Linked DNA regions of Mus musculus: region 1 is linked to region 2. The links are chromatin contacts, called in public Hi-C maps. All regions are on one chromosome and are shown on one strand. The core of a region is the stretch at or near the end of the contact, and the rest is flanking DNA. Distances in the headings are between cores, read along the strand shown. Region 1 holds the start of Chrna7 (cholinergic receptor, nicotinic, alpha polypeptide 7). Region 2 has its middle 160 kb from the start of A26c2.

What was found. A called contact is a pair of places that touch in the nucleus more often than the background predicts.
Region 1: a Hi-C map of the N1E-115 cell line shows a contact between it and region 2, with 2.4 times the contacts expected there. The contact joins the promoter of Chrna7 here to the enhancer-like site in region 2. A contact is called at or near these places in 4 of 39 promoter capture datasets (cranial neural crest, embryonic stem cells, liver and 1 more), 1 of 484 Hi-C or Micro-C datasets (the N1E-115 cell line) and 2 of 115 datasets of contacts at active chromatin or transcription factors (astrocytes and embryonic stem cells).

The regions. Positions count from the first base shown.
Region 1 is chr7:63,209,027-63,214,783 of GRCm38.p6, reverse strand. Chrna7 (cholinergic receptor, nicotinic, alpha polypeptide 7) reads left to right here and starts at 2,258. Exons shown (of 10, transcript NM_007390.3): 1 at 2,258-2,362; 2 at 2,537-2,676. The coding sequence starts at 2,308.
Region 2 is chr7:62,977,430-62,982,707 of GRCm38.p6, reverse strand. No RefSeq gene overlaps it. Among named protein-coding and RNA genes, the nearest start is that of A26c2, 160 kb to the right of the region's middle. Within about 2 kb of position 3,012, at least 1 of the 459 cell types and tissues checked has an H3K27ac peak or open chromatin away from gene starts, as enhancers often do. A contact at or near this core is called in the N1E-115 cell line, where this site is marked.

The DNA.
Region 1 (5,757 bases), core at 1,009-3,508, 230 kb before region 2:
GTAAAGCTTCACCCCTATCCCCCCCTTTGCTCCCCCCCCCCCACTAGAGGAGGAATCCTTGAATATAAACAGCACAGGCATTTGATAGCTGGATCTGCTCTAAGCCTGCTAATGCACTGTCGGTGGTTACAGGATTATCTTCTCCCTTTCCATAGCTCAAGCAGAAAACATGGTTCTCTTTCCTGGGACACAATAGAGGTTTTCTAGTCTATTACATGAAAGGGGATTTTGTTTTAGTCTGTGGATTTATGAAGATTTCTTCATCCCTGCTTCCTATCTCTCCTAGGCACAATGTCCAGTTTCCTTGGACTGCATTAAAAGTCTAGACTTCCATCCTTGAGTCTGCCCTTGCTCTGCCTCTCCTTAGGCTAAGGCAGCACCATCAGTTTGTGGAGTGTGTAGGGTTTGTTTCCAGTTGCCTTTATAAACTTGGATACATTGTGTTTCCTTTTACCTTTTCTTTATGCTGAGGATGGGATTAAGCAGTGAGCCTACACATATGAGTAAACTCTATACTCTCAGATTATTTTACACTGCACAGATGAAAGTAACTGGGTCTCATTGAGAGCACTAGGTGCTTTCAGTCTTCTCAGAACTGAGGAACTGAGTTAATGGGTTGTTTGCAGAGCCTCCAGGTGTCTGCCCAAGCATAGGTCATAAACAGGTATTGACCAATTGTCCCACCCAAAGACGATTATTTCCTTGGTTGCTGATCTTACAGGGCATAGCTTTAGTGGTATGTTTGGGGGCCCCTAAATGTGACTCCCCAACTCAGTAAGGATGTAATCATGGTTTCTGTAATGTGATCCCAGTTGGCCACACTCAGGAGAAGTTGGTTTTCCTGGCTTATCCCTCTGTAGTGCTAGCGAGGGCTCTTAGGCACTTTCAGACTGAGAATAGAAGAGAGAGCCCTTCCATCCCACCACCAGTGCAGATGGTTTTCTGCTTCTAGCCGATGCTGTGTGCTTCCCCTTCTCTGATGTTTTTTTTTTTTTTCCTTCTCTCCTATCTTCCTGGCAGTGAATGCTTTACAGCTCATTCCTTCACCAAGTGCCTGCTTTGTGATGTTCCTGCTGTTGGACATAGGATGAGGAGTACCCAGGTGCCAGATATACACCCAACTGTTTGCCACATGCCTCTGCCTGCTGTCCCCTTCCCATGTGGAATACTGGGTCTCCTTTGACGGGAGCCCTGGTCAGTTGTCTGTCTTTTGTTTTTTTGTTTTTGCTTTTTTTTTTAAATGAACTTTCTCCCAAAACAGTTTTCCCCCCTTTGCTCTTAACCTGAAGCTGTGAAACCTTATACCAACTCTTTATACTTCTATTAGTAATCAACATGGGAATCCTTCAAGATACTCATTTCCAGGGTATTGCATGCCACTGCTCCTGCAAACCAAGCAGCTGGAGTCACTATCCCCTTCCCACCACTTCCAGTTTAGTCACTTTTTTTTTTTTTTGATAAGCCTGTCCCTCTTTTTTAGTGTTGTACTTTCTAACCCATTGGAGCAACAGTCTGATGACACAGGTGTTATGGAGTCTGTGGGAAGAGAGGATGGATTCCGCTAACGGAAACCAGAGTAGTCATCAAGGTGTGCTTTCTGTACTTCCGGGGACAAATGGGGTAGCCTAACTCACTTCTGACTGCTCTCATTAGTACCATCCTCCCAATATGGCAGCAAGGAAGATACCTCTAGACCAGGGTCTCTGTGGCTGATCTCCCTCAGTCCTTACTTGTTCATTTACTGTTCTTTGAATCAAAGAGGCCGACAGAATCAAGTTTTGGCTTGTCTTTTCAGAAAGGGATTGGAGTTAATGTTCCAATTTTCTGAATCTGTTTTAAAAGAAAGTGAGACTAGGTCAGGCTTTCTGCTGATAAAGTATGTTATGCCTCAGGAAGGAGCTAATCGCTGGAAACACCAGGTCTTGCAGGGAAAACATAGGCTTACTCCTGCGTGGTCTACCTTGTCTGGCTGGAGAAACTTCTGAGTTTGCGATGCAGATTCTGGTACCAGAGAGAGTCCTGGAGGACTGGGTCTGAAAACTGTTACTGGTGTGAGTACAGAGCACAGTTGGTAGCAGGAGCAAGTAGCTCGGGGTCAGAGGCCATCAACTAGCTGAGCAGGGATGCAGTTCCCGGGGCGGCCACGGAGCTGCGCGGCTCAGAGAGCGCTCGCGAGGCGGGGGCGCGCTGTCACGTGTGGGGGTGCGCGGCGGCGGCGGGCGCGCGCAGCGCTTTAAAGGCGCGGAGGCGGCTGGAGCGGCAGCTCGGCCCCGGCGGACGGCGGGACACGGCGGCTGCTCCGGCGACATGTGCGGCCGGCGGGGAGGCATCTGGCTGGCTCTGGCCGCGGCGCTGCTGCACGGTAACCTCAGCGCGGCTTCGGCCCTACTCCCCGCGGCGGGCTCCGGGGAGCAGACTCCGGCGGGCAGGCGGGCGGGCGGGTGGTCCCGGGTTGCGGCTGGGCGGCGGGGCTGAGATGCTCTGGGGCGGGGTGGCGGCCCCGTGCTGAGGCCCGCTGGGCGCTCTGCTTCCTAAGTGTCCCTGCAAGGCGAGTTCCAGAGGAGGCTGTACAAGGAGCTGGTCAAGAACTACAACCCGCTGGAGAGGCCGGTGGCCAACGACTCGCAGCCGCTCACCGTGTACTTCTCCCTGAGCCTCCTGCAGATCATGGATGTGGTGAGTCTGGCGGGGCGCTCGGGCCACACACCCTCCTGTCCCGGACCAGGTTGCGCTTCGGGCAGGACCCCCAGCCACCTGTGCATGGGTACTTGGGTCGCATCTTTCTTTTAGCTAGAAACTCCCGGCCAAAGTGTCCTAAGCTGGGAGTCAGTAGCAGGAACAGGCTTCCTTGGTCACTTTCAGACTCCCTTAGAAAGAAAACTAGTGCAGCTCTGCGCCCGGAGCCCGGAATAGTTTAGATACTTACAAGCTTTTCTTCCTCTTTAGTGACTGCGTAGTGCCTTGGTGGGGGCCTGGCTTTTCGGCTGCCAATCTGTTTGGGGAGAAGGCCAACTGTAGGTGTCTAGAAGCGTTCCCATTAGGGGGATGGTCATTGGTTTTATTTTGTGGAGACGACAGTTGTGGGCGATCCTTTTTGGAGAATTCCAGGCAGCTAGTAGCAGTCCTCTGGACCCCTTGCAGCAAGCCACACCCCTGCAGTATCTGTGACAGCTTGGTTTTTTTCTTCTGCCAGCTGGGCTACTTTTTACGATTTTTTATAGGTGGAGTCTTCCAAATGATGCCAATACTTAGAAAGTGTTCCAGTGTCTGTTCTCTAGGTGGGTAAGGCTGGAGCAAAGGGATTTTTGTGTTCATCAGGAGAAACTACTGTGAGCAAAGAGGTACCAAAAGAACTTTGGTAAAGTGGCATGGCAGGTGGTACTTCCCACTCCTGCCCTCACTCCTAGGCTGTTCCTTTTAATCTAGTTAGTTCTCATGATGAATGGCTTCTCACTTCATACTATACCCGTTAAATCTGCATCTCTTCCCATGACAGAATCCTACTTTATTAAGTGTGCACTGCACAGTGTGTGTGTGTGTGTGTGTGTGTGTGTGTGTGTGTGTGTGTGTGTGATTTATCATGAGAGATGTAGAAGACAGCTGCTGCCTCGTGGACGATTGTTTTCTAAGTTTACAGAGCACAGACTACAGGGAAGGAAGAAGAAGAAGAAATCTTGTTGGTTTGGAGTCTGAGTGACAGACAGTGAGGAGGAGATTCTGCCATGGAGCAGAACATAGTTCAGAGAGAAGTGGAGGAGGGAGGCAGTGAGGGGGAGGAGGTGCAAAGGCTCCTGGGCATTTGGGTAGGGTAGACCTACAGGACAGTTCAGTTAAGTGGTGGAGACATTGTCCTTATTGCTTCTGGTTGACTTTGGGAAGTATCATAAACATCTTGAGGTTTGGCTTCCCTGCTAACAGAATGGTGGACACCTACATACTTCACTGGGCACCATGATCCATGAGGAGCAAGGAAAAAAAAGAGATAATGTCAAGATTCCTCAAAGTCAACTACATCATTATAGTTATTTTCCTGCAAAAAGTATACAAGGAAGGGTAAAGTAGCTAAGCTAACATGTTCCATAAAAACCACAAAGTAAGATGACTTCTCTGTCCCTACTTGCCCAGGGTCTACTTTGGCAAGCTGGCCTTATTGTATGCTTCATAGCAGCCTCTGGCTGGGTAGTAAGCTTTATGGTATAGGGGCTAGTCAGCTGTAGAGCTTGTGCAAAGAAATAGAGCAGGCCTGGCAAGCTTATTGAAAAGGAAAAGCCTCTTTAGAATTCAGGTTAATATGTCAATAAGGCTTGCTGACCTGTAGAAGTTAAGTTGTAAGCTAGGATTAATGATGTGGAAAAACTTAGTTATGTTATACAACTATTTAAAAAAATTAAAGACAACAAACTATAAAACTTTAAGTTATTGCCATATCAGTTAGGAAAAAAAAAACCATATGAAGAGGGTCATGAACAGAGGTCAAGGGGAGAGTGAGGTTTGAGAAAATCTCCCTCTCCCCTTGGCCTCAGATCTAGCTGCGGACATACTGAGCTTCCCACTAGGCAATGCTGCATGTTTGTGGAGTGGCCTTGAGAAAGCTACTTAACTTTTCTCAGCCATGCTCTCTCATGTGTAAAATGAGAACAATCATATCCACTTCACGGGTTTTGAGAGGATTAAAAAAGAGAAGTTCTTGCCACACGCTGATAATTTGCTGAAAGCTTACTCCATCTTAATTATGTAGTGACTTCATTCAGAGGTCACGAAGTCTATTCCTAGAGAGGTGTGGTCACTTACCCAAGGATGCCCAAAGACTGCAGGCAGTCTGCTAAGGAAAACTCAAATGGAGTTTCTTTGCATGCCCTTTGCCTATCATAAGCTTTTTAGACTTGGTAACTTACTTTTGTAGAACAGAGCTAGCTTAATCTACTTAAACTGGATACGCGGTAGCTGATTGAATATGTGTGTCCTAAGCTCCTGGGTGAGAAGGAGGTTTCTACATCAGGCACAAGGAAATATGCAAGCATTTGTATTCTAATCCCGTTTGGCTCTGCCCCGTTTTTTTTTTTTTTTTTTTTTTGAAGCAGAGCCAGGTCTTTCTTGCTGAAATCTCAGCACTCTGGACAGAGGCACCAGCTCTCAGGAGGGCTATGAGTCTTCTCCTGTGGTGGAATCTCTTTACAAATTCATCTCTAGGGGGTCATTTTGCTCATTTCAACCTATTGTTCCATAGTCTAGAATTTATTTCTTACAACTTATTATTGCTTCCCCCCCTTTTCAGCAAAATGTCCTGCCTTCAGGGATGCATAGATGGCATATGATGCCACATATACATTTTATTCATACAAGATGGTTTGCACCATCAGCATGTTCCACCTCTGTTTATAGGGCTCCCAGTGTAAGCCTTGTTAGGCTCTGAAAGTTTACAGATGAACAAGAGAGGACTTTCACCTCTAGAGGCAACATGATCTGATTGGCTCTAAGACTAAGAAGAAAATCTAAGATTTTCACATGTGATGGAATTTGACATAGTTTTCAAAGTGCTGAAGATTGCACACTAGGGGACATTTATTTCCAATGACAGAGGCTGGGGTGGTTTCAAAGAACAAGAGGTTGGATTTTCAATAGGAGTTTCCCAGATAGAGAAAGTAGAAAGACTTCCCTAAGTAATGGAAACAGAGGGAAGGGAGATTGTAAATGTAAGGGAGGAGACACTCCTTCAACAGGGTGTGTTCATGAAATCCTGGCTCCTACCTTTAGCAA
Region 2 (5,278 bases), core at 1,763-4,262:
AGGATGGAACACAGGGCCCCCAATTGAGGAGCTAGAGAAAGTACCGAAGGAGTTGTAGGGGTCTGCAACCCTATGGGTGGAACAACAATATAAACTAATCAGTACCCCCAGAGCTCATGTCTCTAGCTGCATATGTGGCAGAAGATGGCCTAGTTGGCCGTCATTGGGAAGATAAGTCCCTTGATCTAGCAAACTTTACATGACCCAGTATAGGGGAACACCAGGGCCAAGAAGTGGGAGTGGGTGGGTAGGGGAGCAGGGCAGGGGGAGTGTATAGGGTACTTTGGGATAGCATTTGAAATGTAAATGAAGAAAATATCTAATAAAATAATTTTTAAAAAGTCAAGGAGTATTTATTGTGGGCTAATCTACAGCCTTACACTTACCTCAAAGAGATGCTCAAAGATCACATGGTAGCCTTGGAGCATATTGGCTTTGTGGTTCCAACTCCAGAGAAGAGAGTCTGCTCTGCATCTAACACTCCACACATAAAAGTGTTTGGCATTAACTATCCCACTCCAACCAACACTTGAGTTTCTCTTCTTAGTACACCACAGTTCTGCTCCCACTGTTTGCTGTTCCAGATTCAAGTTGAACATCCTCATGGTCTGTCTTTGTTAGGGGCTATCGTCATTTCAGTGTCACTTGTCTTTATTGAGACACCTTTGTTTTGTTTTGTTTTTTTCTGGTGCAAAAGATTTTCTTTCTGAATCACTAAGAGAAATCATAAGGAGCACTTACTATTGTTGGTGGTGCTGGAGAGGTGGGGCAGAAGGGAAGACTTATTTTTAGGGACATTTTAGGTAACCCCTTATTTTCTGGGAGGCCCTCCAGTTAGTTAAGACGTCCACCATTTGTGATTGGAATGGGGAGGAGCATTATGGGATAGAGAGGTGGTCAGAACTCAGTCTCCCTATCTGTAATATGATTGGATCAGTAGAACAGACTTTTGTTGAGTGGGTCCTACATGGCAGCCATGAGCCTCTGTTGTGATGAAAAGGAGGGTAGGAGACCAACAATGAGGAAACACATGGACCCATTGTTCAGAGACCTCACAGTCAGAAAATAGGGTGTCCTTTTTTGTTTATAATAAAAATCTTAGGCAGATAGCTGTTGCATGCTGTCCAGCAGCTCAGGAGGAGCAGGTTACGCGGCTGAAAGTAAAGGAACTAAACGGACGAGAGAAAGAACGGAACTAAGACAACCAAGTTTTGATTAAAGCTCAATTTTACTATTCAGTGCACCGGGTTATAAAGAAGGGGAAAGGGGCCCATTCCCGCCAAATCATCCTGGAATCCAGTTTCAGGTGACCATGTGTTTGGCTCTGGAACAGCTAGGCGGCAGGCAGCAGCAGTGGGAGTGGCAGACAGCAGCAGTGGGAGTGGCAGACAGCAGCAGTGGGAGTGGCAGAACGATAGGGCGGCAGGCTCCACCCCATGCCCTCTTCTTGCAAACAGTGAAACCTGAGCAAACAGGTTTCAGGCTGGGGTCGTGGGGGGAGGTTACAGATAGCAAACTCTTCTGTAGTGATAGTGTAAGATTTGAAGCTCACTAGACCAAACAGTCACACAGAAAACGATGGACAAATGGTTTTGAAGGCCACTTGTCATGTTAAGTCTTATGTAAAGCTGTGAGCCAAATAACTTCAGAAAGGAACAACTGAGTGGGTTTCATTCTACTTTTGTAAATAGGGTAAGAAGAAGAGAAAAATGAAAATCACATTACTAAAATTTGTCCTTCTGACACTCTACCTCCACCTGTGTTTTCTCAAAGGTGGAGTGATAACATTCAATCTGCTTAGCAATCTTCTCTGAACTTTAATGAATTTTTCATATAACTAAGTCTCTATGCTGTCATTTTGCTGGGTGAAGAGTGATTTAATTCAATGCAGTCTGGTTTAATTATCCTAAAACTCCTATAAAAAGCTTCTGCATATGTTTCTGAACTTTACTTATTATATTTATTATCTCATATCTATGTATGCCTTTATTGAGTTAGAACTAATTTCTAGACATTACTGTTCTGAATAATATACTTTATGCAGATTGCCAAATCAATAAGTTGTCTATGGTGATTTGTATTCCAGATAATGCTCATCACTAGGTCACACTGGAACTATCTCTTCACAGCATGTCATAGGTGTACTATCCCTGTGAATTACTACCCATTTCAAAGGACTCCCTTACACAAACGCACATGTGTGATATAGAATGCCCTGCCATAACAATGGATCATGCAATACAAGAAGAATGGGGAAAGATGTTTCCATCTCAGTAGCACGGGAAAGTGATGGCACTTAATGTCATTGAATGATATCAGGCTTTCAATCTCTCCATCATAATGAAGAAAGAACATGTCATCCCTGGGAACTATAATTACACACAGAGAAAACAAGATGTAGGACGGGAAGGATGAACAGAGGATTCAAAAAACTCACATCCTTTAAATTACTTAAATTTAGCAAAAACATTTAGCTGGTATTTTCACACACAATAAAGTCTCTTTCCCTTTCTGGTCCCTGGGTACTGGCTCAATGGTAGGACTTCTGGTAGAGATGGAACAGCAGGATTCCGGGGCTTGCTCAGTGCCTTAAAACTCTTTGAACAAATTTGAACAAATCAATTAGGTTTCCCATCTGGAACCGGATACAAAAGCTTGCCAGGTCCACCTCACACAATGTTACAATTCCCAGTGAAGGTTGTTATTAAATTAAGAGGTTGTGATTAAGACCAACTGGCGTGACTGTCTGGGCTTGGTTCCCCTCCAGAAATGATTAATGCTAAACTTGTTTAATTAGTTTTTCTTACAGTGATTTTAAAGGCTACTTTCATGAGGATGTTGGACCATGATTACACTTGGCTTCGAGTATTGATGCCTGGACTGTGACCCACTCACTTTTGTAGGTCCAAAGCAGCACCCTTCAGAACTACCCAGAAAAATCAATATTATGAAATGAAATGATCACCCAGTACAGTCATGAATGAAAAGATAGGATATTTTCATTATACAGGGAAGGAGCATGGGTTAGGGGAGACTGAGCTGTTTTTAAAATGACAAATAATTCTCTGTTTGTAGCTACCTCTGTGGCATATGCAGCTATGTAAGCAATGGAGCTATGTAAAATATGTAGGCAATTTGAATATAGTCACATGCTTGGAATGTTTTTTTTTTCCTAAACCTGCTAATATCAGAAGTGACAAGAGTACCTTCTCTTTGCATGAAACAATGATTAGGAAAACCAGGAGTCTCAGGACTAGTGAAGGACTTAGGATGTGAAGATAGGTGTCTTAGTTAGGGTTTTACTGCTGTGAACAGACACCATGACCAACATAAGTCTTATAAAAAAAACAACATTTAATTGGGGCTGGCTTACAGGTTCAGAGGTTCAGTCCATTATCATCAAGGTGGGAGCATGGCAGTATCCAGGCAGGCATGGCGCAGGCAGAGCTGAGAGTTCTTTCTACATCTTCATCCAAAGGCTGCTAGTGGAAGACTGACTTCCAGGCAACTGGGGTGAGAGTCTTAAGCCCACACCCACAGTGACACACCTTCTCCAACCAGGTCACACCTATTCCAACAAGGCCACACCTCCAAATGGTGCCACTCCCTGGTCCAAGAATATACAAACCATCACAATAGGGGACCTGGGATCAGTACTAAAAACAAAAATCATGGGCAGAGCAGGAGATGGGGCACTTAGATTTTTTAATACCTGACTACATTTTCAGGTGTTATGTTGTTGTTATTGTTTTTGTTGTTCTCCTTTTGTAGGCAAAGAAACCAGAGCTTAAAGAAGATCTGAGTCACTGGCAGGTTTTCAGTTTTTGAAAGAGGGTCTTACTAGCTTTGAACTTGTCATCCTCCTTGCTAGAATACAGGACTTATAGATATATGCCACTTGGCTCATGAGTCTTTCGTAGGTGTTTACACACAGTCTACAGGTGTTCAAAGTAGGGCTTTCTGTGCTCTTCTTTTGCCAAATACAATATTCCTCTATGAAAATCTCTGAGCCTTAAAAGAATGATTCACTAATCAAGAAATAGATGAACAGTACCATGGTTTCAAATAAAAGCACTAACATTCTTGAGGCCATAGAATAGCATCATAGCAACAATGTGTATTTGGAGTGCACTGACTGCCAGGTGCTAATCTGAACACTTTCTATATTTTTTAAACAAAATGGAGCACGCACAGCTGCCTGAGCAGTGTAGAAGCTTTTGCAATGACTTGAGGTTCATTTCTCATTCACCCTATAAGTCTTTTGATTTTTGTGTTACCTTTTACTGCCTGGCAGCTGTGAAGAGATATAAAATCACACATTAAATGGCTCACCTACAAACACTGGGCCAGATGCAATAGGACATAAACACAGTCACCAAGCTGTAGCTGGTTTCAGGGGAGCAGCAATTCCTTTCAGGCAAATCAGAAATAACAGGTCATTACAGGAACACTTTCCACATATGTCTCATGCCCTTTACCTCCATCAAACTTAGAGTACCAGAAAGAAGGCTCAATGAGATTAAAGGACCTATTGTAAATTTTAGTCAGTAGGATACAGCTTGACCTATACCCCAGGAATATGCACTTCTTTCATTGTTTATTTATTTTTAATTAACAAATAGCCTAGAAGTAATATTGGTGTTAGTTTCTTTAAAGGCCTGGAAGACTTCTGTGCTTGAATTTATTTATCTCTGGCTGTGTTTCTTGGGGAGATTTTTAAATACTCCTGCTATTTCCATGCTTTTATGGGTCTTTTAAAATTATATATATTTTGCCTTGATTAAACTTTAGTAGGCTGTATATATCTAAAACTTCATCCTTTCTCTTAAAATTTACACTTAATAAAAATTTAAGTGTATCCTCATGATTCTATGTATTTCCTCAGTGTCTGTTGTAATCTCCTTTCATCTTTAGTTTTATTAATTGAGAATTTTTTCTCTTTCTGTTGATTTGATTTGTTAATATTTTTGAAAGAACAAATTCTTCCTTTTATTTATCCTGCTTGGTTTTCATTTCTATTTAGTTAATTTTAGCCCTCAGTTTGATGATCTCTTCCTATCATCTCTAATAAAGCATTGCTTGTTTTGGTTTTTCAAAGTTTTCATATGTATCATTACTTTATTCTTTACAGATCACTCAAATTTGTTTGATAGGCATTTAGTGATGAAAACTTACCTCTGAGGATCGTTTTCATTGTGCCTCATGTATTTTGGTATCCTATATTATATTTTCACTCAATTCTAAGCTATTTTAAATTCCCTCCTTCATTTATTCTCTG